2 separate regions of the Mus musculus genome follow, and region 1 is linked to region 2. Evidence: chromatin contacts called from public Hi-C data. All regions are on one chromosome and are shown on one strand. The core of a region is the stretch at or near the end of the contact, and the rest is flanking DNA. Distances in the headings are between cores, read along the strand shown.

Evidence for each region. A called contact is a pair of places that touch in the nucleus more often than the background predicts.
Region 1: a contact with region 2 is called in a Hi-C map of uterus. The contact joins two enhancer-like sites. A contact is called at or near these places in 2 of 39 promoter capture datasets (the 3T3-L1 cell line and 3T3-L1-derived adipocytes), 5 of 484 Hi-C or Micro-C datasets (adipose-derived mesenchymal stem cells, embryonic stem cells, liver and 2 more), 1 of 115 datasets of contacts at active chromatin or transcription factors (embryonic stem cells) and 2 of 9 other capture datasets (adipose tissue and liver).

Annotation. Positions count from the first base shown.
Region 1 is chr10:4,557,574-4,560,929 of GRCm38.p6, forward strand. It overlaps Ccdc170 (coiled-coil domain containing 170), which reads left to right. Exons shown (of 11, transcript NM_001370992.1): 10 at 924-1,160; 11 at 3,326-3,356. Among named protein-coding and RNA genes, the nearest start is that of Gm22739, 75 kb to the left of the region's middle. Within about 2 kb of position 1,693, at least 12 of the 459 cell types and tissues checked have an H3K27ac peak or open chromatin away from gene starts, as enhancers often do. A contact at or near this core is called in uterus, where this site is marked.
Region 2 is chr10:4,471,766-4,475,465 of GRCm38.p6, forward strand. No RefSeq gene overlaps it. Among named protein-coding and RNA genes, the nearest start is that of Ccdc170, 8.9 kb to the right of the region's middle. Within about 2 kb of position 1,951, at least 14 of the 459 cell types and tissues checked have an H3K27ac peak or open chromatin away from gene starts, as enhancers often do. A contact at or near this core is called in uterus, where this site is marked.

The DNA.
Region 1 (3,356 bases), core at 443-2,942, 86 kb after region 2:
TATCATAACCCTTGCCTGCTTGTTCATCTGTATGAAATACAGCTTCTTGTCCAGCTCTATGCGATAGCTCTGCCTCTCTGTTCAATCTATAGAGAAAGCATGCTGAGCTTCTGCAGTAATGTGGTCACGCCAGCAGAGAGCACCGACCATCTAATCCCAGTTTTTCTGCATCTGTCTGTCTGTCTGTCTGTCATCTGTCTCTCTGTTTGTCTGTCTTTTCATCTTTTCTTTATTCCTTCACTTTCCCCATTGGGTCTGTCCTTGGAGCTGTGCTGGATGTGACACTTCCTTACTTGAGTTATTTTGTAAGCAGTTAGTGTGATCTCAAACTCCCAAGGACACATCTCCCATCCCAGGAACCTCCCCTAGGGCTTTAAGGCTCTGGGGTGAGTCTCCAGCTGGGGACCATCTCTGCCCTTTGTCTGCCCAGGATTCAATGGCATCTTTTGCCTCATGTCCACATCTGGAGATTCTTCTGAATGTGTAACGTCCTATAGAGATCCCCCCTACAGCAATGAGAGAGACCTTCTGAGGGGCCCCCCTGTGACGCCACAAAAAGAGGAGGCATTTTGCTGCTGCTATTGTTTATCTGCAAGGCACAGGGTTCCACTGGGTAGCACAGAAAATCCAACTTGCTCCCAGGTTTATTCTAGCCATTTCAATCCAGCCATGCTGCCTGCCATTTTAGTGGCTTGATGTTTTAAATAAGGCTACTCCACTCTATTGTTTATAAGCTATAAGGACTGAAGTCATGCTTATCCAGCCCATGCTGTCTTGTAAGGTCTGCATAGCTGCTTGGGATGAAGTCCACTGTTCATTCATAAAAAAAGTTAAGGGAATTCCACTGACTTCCCAGTTATCTTTGTATCCAGTTCTCTTAAGAAAGTACAAGGGAAATTATCATCATGCTCTTGACTTCTTAGATTAAAACCTTGGAACAGACCAAAGCCATTGAAGATTTAAATCAATCCCGAGACGAGCTGGAGAAGATGAAGGAGAATGCAGAGAAAAAGCTCATGTTGGTCATGTCTGAGCTGGAAAACACAGAGCAGGAGGCTCGAGCACACCAGGAAAGAAGCAGAGCCATGATAGAGTTGGCCAGCCTTGAACTGAAGACCCTGAGGAAGTCTTTGGATGAAGCGGAGAGGAGAGGAATGCAGGTAGATATAAATCTTCAGGACAGGACAGGATGGTTGAAAAGCTATATGCATAGTCATACTTAAAGCTTTGGACTGCTTTGCGAACTTGTATGCCATCCGTGTGCAGGACCATGCTTAGCTCCCGTGTGGCCTTCTAATTTTGCATGTGTGCCTCTAAAGAAAGCATTAGTCATACATTTCTTCCAACACAATGTGTAGCGGTTTCTATATCATCTCAACATATCTGCCCACTCCCCAGCATCTTTTTGGCAAGCCAATAATCATTATGAGTTTCTTGGCCAAGAAGAGCAGTTCATGCTTCATGGCATAGACTATAAGAAAGAAACAAAAACTAATGCTCTTATCAAAGCATTAGAAAGCTAGTGTGAATCCTCGTCTGGGGGTGATGAGATGCTTCCAACTGCATTTGATAATTGTCTGGAGATTGCCTCATCACATTTAATGTTAAGCAGGCCTTGGAGCTCAGAGAAGCCGTATCTCCCACAGAGATCAGTTGCAGGAAAACAGCCTCCAATCTCCAACAGTGGCACAGACTTCATGGTTGACCAAGCACAGATGTAAGCCATAAAAAAAGTACACGCTGGCTGGCTGGCTGGCTGGTTACAAGGAGAATCTTATCTCATGAGCACATCAGGTCAAACATAAAGAACTCTGTCCCGGGCAGTCTGACCCCTACTGCTTTTGACTAGTGTGTCACTTTCTGAAGCTGAAAAGGGCAGAGAACGGTCTCTGGTCCTAGGGATTTTTTTTTTCTTTCCTCCACTCTGCTTTGGCTCATGTGTCAGGCAGAGCTGGGAAGAGCCAAGCTCTAAGGGCAAGCGTTCTCAGGAAGAAAACATCTCAGGAATTGTGAGTTTTGGCCATATTCAAGAGAGTGGGAAACTCTGAGGGAAGCGCTTGCATTTGGGAGACTAGACTGGTACCTTATTCTATTTGGGTGCTTGAGCAAAGTGTAGGAATCAGGGCAGCTCATAATAAGCAGGGCAGTTATTTCTCTTAGGTCTATAGGTTTGAGAGTCAAGTTTACATATGATGTCTTCCCAAACCCTCAAATGGTAAAAGCTGTGGTTATCCGTTGATAAGGATACCAATTTTGTCTTAGAGAAGCCAACATCATAATCTCAACCAAGCCTAATTAGCTCATAAAGCCAGTACCATCCCACCGAGGATGATGCTTCCATATACACTTTGAAGGTGTGGTGTGCAAATAAGAACCTCTCATCTCCCACGCTGGACCATTCATGGGAAGGAAATTGGAGATAAATGAACATGGGGTTGGCGTGTTTGGATGGTGTTCTTCTGATGGCACTCCGTCTGCAGGCTGCACTCTTGATGTGCATGCCATCTTTTCTGAAATAGAAGATATTTAGTGAGGGCTTACCTAAATACCCCTGTTTTGTCTATGGTAACCTAGGGCAATGGAAACCACCCTGGGAGGACGTGAAGAGAGGCAATATATCGGGGGTTGGCCTGGTGATGCTAGGTACTCAAAGGCTAAATATAGCAACCCCCAGAATAAGATTTACTACAACAGTGGGGCCCATTATAACCATTGCCCCTGGCTTCTACTTTCCCTTTACCATACACCTAGTAGCTTCAGATCAGCCCAGTGTTAGAACCACACACTGAGGCAGCAGTCTTTGGTTTAAGAAGGACCGAGAAGCCCTCCTGTTTTCAAAAGCTTACTCCTTGTCTTGAGTTTCAGAACCCCATTTCCCTGTTAATGTCTCAAATGCAGAAATGTTTCTCCACTCACATCAACATTTGTAGAGTCCCTTGTCAGGCCACAGAGCGTGTTCTCAGTTAATCGTTTTGCTCATCCAGGATTTCTGAACAGACTTAGTGAGGTCAGAGTCTCAGAAACGATTGTCTCTTGTGTGTGTGTGTGTGTCGGGGGTCTCGTCTCAGTAGCAAATGCACACATTGACTCGCAAGAGATTATGAAAATTCTGAGGCTTGGGGAACCTGCAGGGATTTTAGAGATCATTTAGCAGGCAAGCCTACTTATTCATAATTTAGAGAACTCAGGGTAGAGTGGGTCATTTGCCTACCTCATGCAAATCTAAGGGTTCCTTTCTTGCTATTGTTGTTGCACTTGACCCAGCAATGGTGGTGTGTTTTTGTTTTTTCTTTCCCAGCTAATGTGTCTCTGCTTGCTATTGCAGCTGGCAGACTTCAGAGAGGTGGTTTCCAGTA
Region 2 (3,700 bases), core at 701-3,200:
TTCCTGCACAGTGCTTCCTTCTCTTTCTCTTTTATAAGAGTTTTATTGACAAAGTCACTTCATGACTAGTAATGCAAATTTATAAATAGATTTAATTGAGATCAGGCTATGAATCGTCAGAAGATAAGGATCTCTTACAAAAATTTAGACCATTATGTTACTTGGATATTCTGGGAGGATAAGGGAGAGTCACTTTATAGATACAGGCATATGGCTAACCCACAATTGCTTATGAAATCTGGCCTCATATGAATTAGGAAAAATATCAAAAGGGTTCAGGATGCTGCTTTGAAACCCTTGGCAGGAATCTTAGGATCAGCACAAGAAGCTAGGAGAGAAAGCAGTGTGAGTGAGAAACGTTTCCCTCTTGATTTTAAAAAGCAAGAACTCTTTTTTGCTTGAAAGTTGGCATAATTTTAAAAGAAATCCAGAACATGTCTAAAATGGGGTCAGGAATATCCCACACTCCTCTCAACTCCCCTCAGAGCTGTGAGATTTTCCGAAATGATAAAGACATTTGAAAGGTCCAGAAATAGTTGGGGCTTCTGCTTAATTTAGAAATCACGCTTGCTTTTGAAACTTGATTTTACCCTAATGTTTAGTCAACTATCTTCATGCTTTAAGGAGCCATTAACCTTCTTTCCTTTGAGAACTCCAGCGTTTGCTGGCAAGAGGAATTCTGGGTGCAGGGGATGGCTCAGTGGGTAAGGATGTTCTACGCAAGTGTGGTGACCCAGGTTTGGTACTGTGAACTCAAATAAAAGTGGAGGAAGAGAGCAGGCTTCAGAGAGTTGTTCTCTGACCCTACATACGGAAGCCACCCTCCCAGTCATAATGTTATTCCTAATAAATTGATCTTAGTAAGTTTTCATTGTTTTGGAGTAATCTTGATCAACTTCAAGGAGGTTGCTCTAAGTCTGCTGCTAACCTCCTGTTCTTGGACAGATAACCTCCAGAGACATTTTACAAATGCTCAAGGATCCTAGAGAGGACAAGTCTGGGCAAGGGAGTCCAGCATTGTCCGTGGGCCTCCACTGTGTACACAATGGCAAGCGTTCACCCACCCACTTGCATATCATCCACATACATAAACCAGGGCTCGAATAGATGGGGCTCCATGACATTGAAGAAATAATAGTAATAGTGATAAATCTGACACAAAGTGGAATATTTCTGTCAATGGTCATTAAAATTATCATTAGATAATGATAATTTTATAATACAACCCTTTTCTTCCTCCCTCCCTCCCTCCTTCCCTCCCCTCCCCCTCTCCCTCCCTCCCTCCCTCTTTTCTCTCTCTCTCTTTCTTTCTTTCTTTCTTTCTTTCTTTCTTTCTTTCTTTCTTTCTTTCTTCTTTCTTTCTTTCTTTCTTTCTTTCTTTCTTTCTTTCTTTCTTTCTCTTTCTTGTTGTTTTGTTTTGAGACAGGGTTTTTCTGTATAGCCCTGGCTGTCCTGGAACTCACTCTGTAGTCTGGGCTGGCCTCAAACTCAGAGATCTGACTGCTTTTGGCTCTTGAGTGCTGGGATTAAAGGAGCACACTGCCATTATCCCCCTCCCCAACCCTCTCCTATCCCTCTGGATCCCTTCTTCCTAATGTTTTCCTCTTCTTTTATTATGTATGAATATATATGTGTATGAATGAATGTATGTTTGTATGTATACATGTGTATGTGTATATGTATATATGTATGTATATATCATTTTTATGATCCTCTGAGTTTAATTAAGGTTGCTTACATGAGTGTGGGCATGGTATTATTGACTGGACTACTGGCATCTTACCACCCCTGAAAAATGGCCCTTTCATCCCTCAGCAGCTCTAACTGCCAATAGCTCCTCAGCCAGGGGTGAGGCCTGGTGAGCCCCTTTCCCACTCAGCCAGGCCAGAATGTTGACAGGCCTGATGCAGTGCAGGTCTGCTGTAGAGGACAGCTGCCGGCTGGCGCTTCACGAGCGAGCGCAATGGTCACGTCATGCCCAGACGTCAGCATTTCACCGAGTTCCTCTCCTCATCTGGCTCTTGCATTTTTTCAGCTCTCTCTTCCAGATGTTCTCTGAGATGTAATGAGGATGTGCCACAGCTGTCAGTTTAGAGCTGAACACTCAGCAGTCACCTCTGTGGCTCTCTATGAACTGCTGCCCACTGTAAAAACCTCAGACCAAGGCTGAGAGTGGCGCTAGTCTAGGGCGTGCATCTGGGCATAGTTGTACAGAAGAACGTGAAGTTCTTAGATCCCTCTGGCTCTAGCAGGCTCTGTTTGCTGCTGTGTTGAGAGCAGAGCCTTGATCTTTCAAAACAAAATGTCCACTTATTATTTTAGATGATAAACAAAGCCACCAAAGGGTCAAGGCGTTAGTGATTGAGGTCTCTGGCGTCCACTGTGGAGCCACGTGGACGAGGTTGACCATATAGTTTCCTTAAATATGATGATAGTTAATTAGGTTAAGGTCATCTTTTGGCTCAGGAGACACTAGGTTTTTAAAAGGCATTCTGCATATTACTACTGTGGTTTAAGAAGAGGAGGTCTATAGGTTTGTGTTTTTAATTTAAAAAAATTAGAAAATTTTAAATCACTTATTTTCTTGTGTGGTTGTATATATATGTATGTGTGTGTGTATGTGTGTGTGTATGTGTGTGTGTGTATGTATGTATGTATGTATGTATACTTATGTGTAAATTCTAGGGATTGAACATGTGTCATCAGGTTAGTACAGCAAATGCTTTGTATAGCCCTCTATGATTGTGAGGTGTGTAGCCTAGTAACCATGGGTGGCCTTGATGTTCATGACTCTACTTCTTAAATGCTGGTATTAAATGCATGTATCTCTGCAGCCAGCTTGATGTCTGCTCTTAGAAGTCAGGTGTTTTCAGTTGGGCAGTGGTGGCACACACCATTAATCCCACCACTTGGGAGGCAGAAGTCGATGGATCTGTGAGTTCAAGGACAGTCTGGTCTACAGAGCAAGTTCCAGAACAGACACACCCTGACTCACTATCTATCTATCTATCTATCTATCTATCTATCTATCTATCTATCTATCTATCTATCTGGAAAAGTGAAATGTTTTCAACTCCTTTCTAAAGATCCTTTTCCCAAAGCAAAGAGGAGCCTTTTTTTTTTTTAAGATTTATATACTATTACACATAAGTACACTGTAGCTGTTTTCAGATGCACCAGAAGAGGGCGTCAGATCTCATTATGAGTGGTTGTGAACCACCATGTGGTTGCTGGGATTTGAACTCAGGTCCTTTGGAAGAGCAGTCAGTGCTCTTACCCATTGAGCCATCTCACCAGCCCCTAGAGGAGCCTTTAAAATTATATTCGTGTGCATTTAGTTAAAATAATTTAAGCCTGCGATCTTTCACAGTTTCTGGTCCAGTAGAATAAGAACAAATACATTGCTTTTCTAGTTCTTATTGGAGGAATTCTCTATTCTGTACTCTAAGCCAAAAATGCTAACAGCTAACACATGTTAACTTTGTCCTGAATACCTGGTACTTTGCACATGTTAAACAGTATCATCTTTATACCAACCTCACAGATTGTCACCAGTACCTCTGTTGAGAACACAGATAACAAATGTGTTTAAAGAAGTTAAGGTATTTTCCCAAAAATCATAAGACTAGGAAATAGCAATATCAGAACTGGAATCCAGATAGCCTGGATCAAGAATTTGTCTTCTCTAGTGATCTAAGGG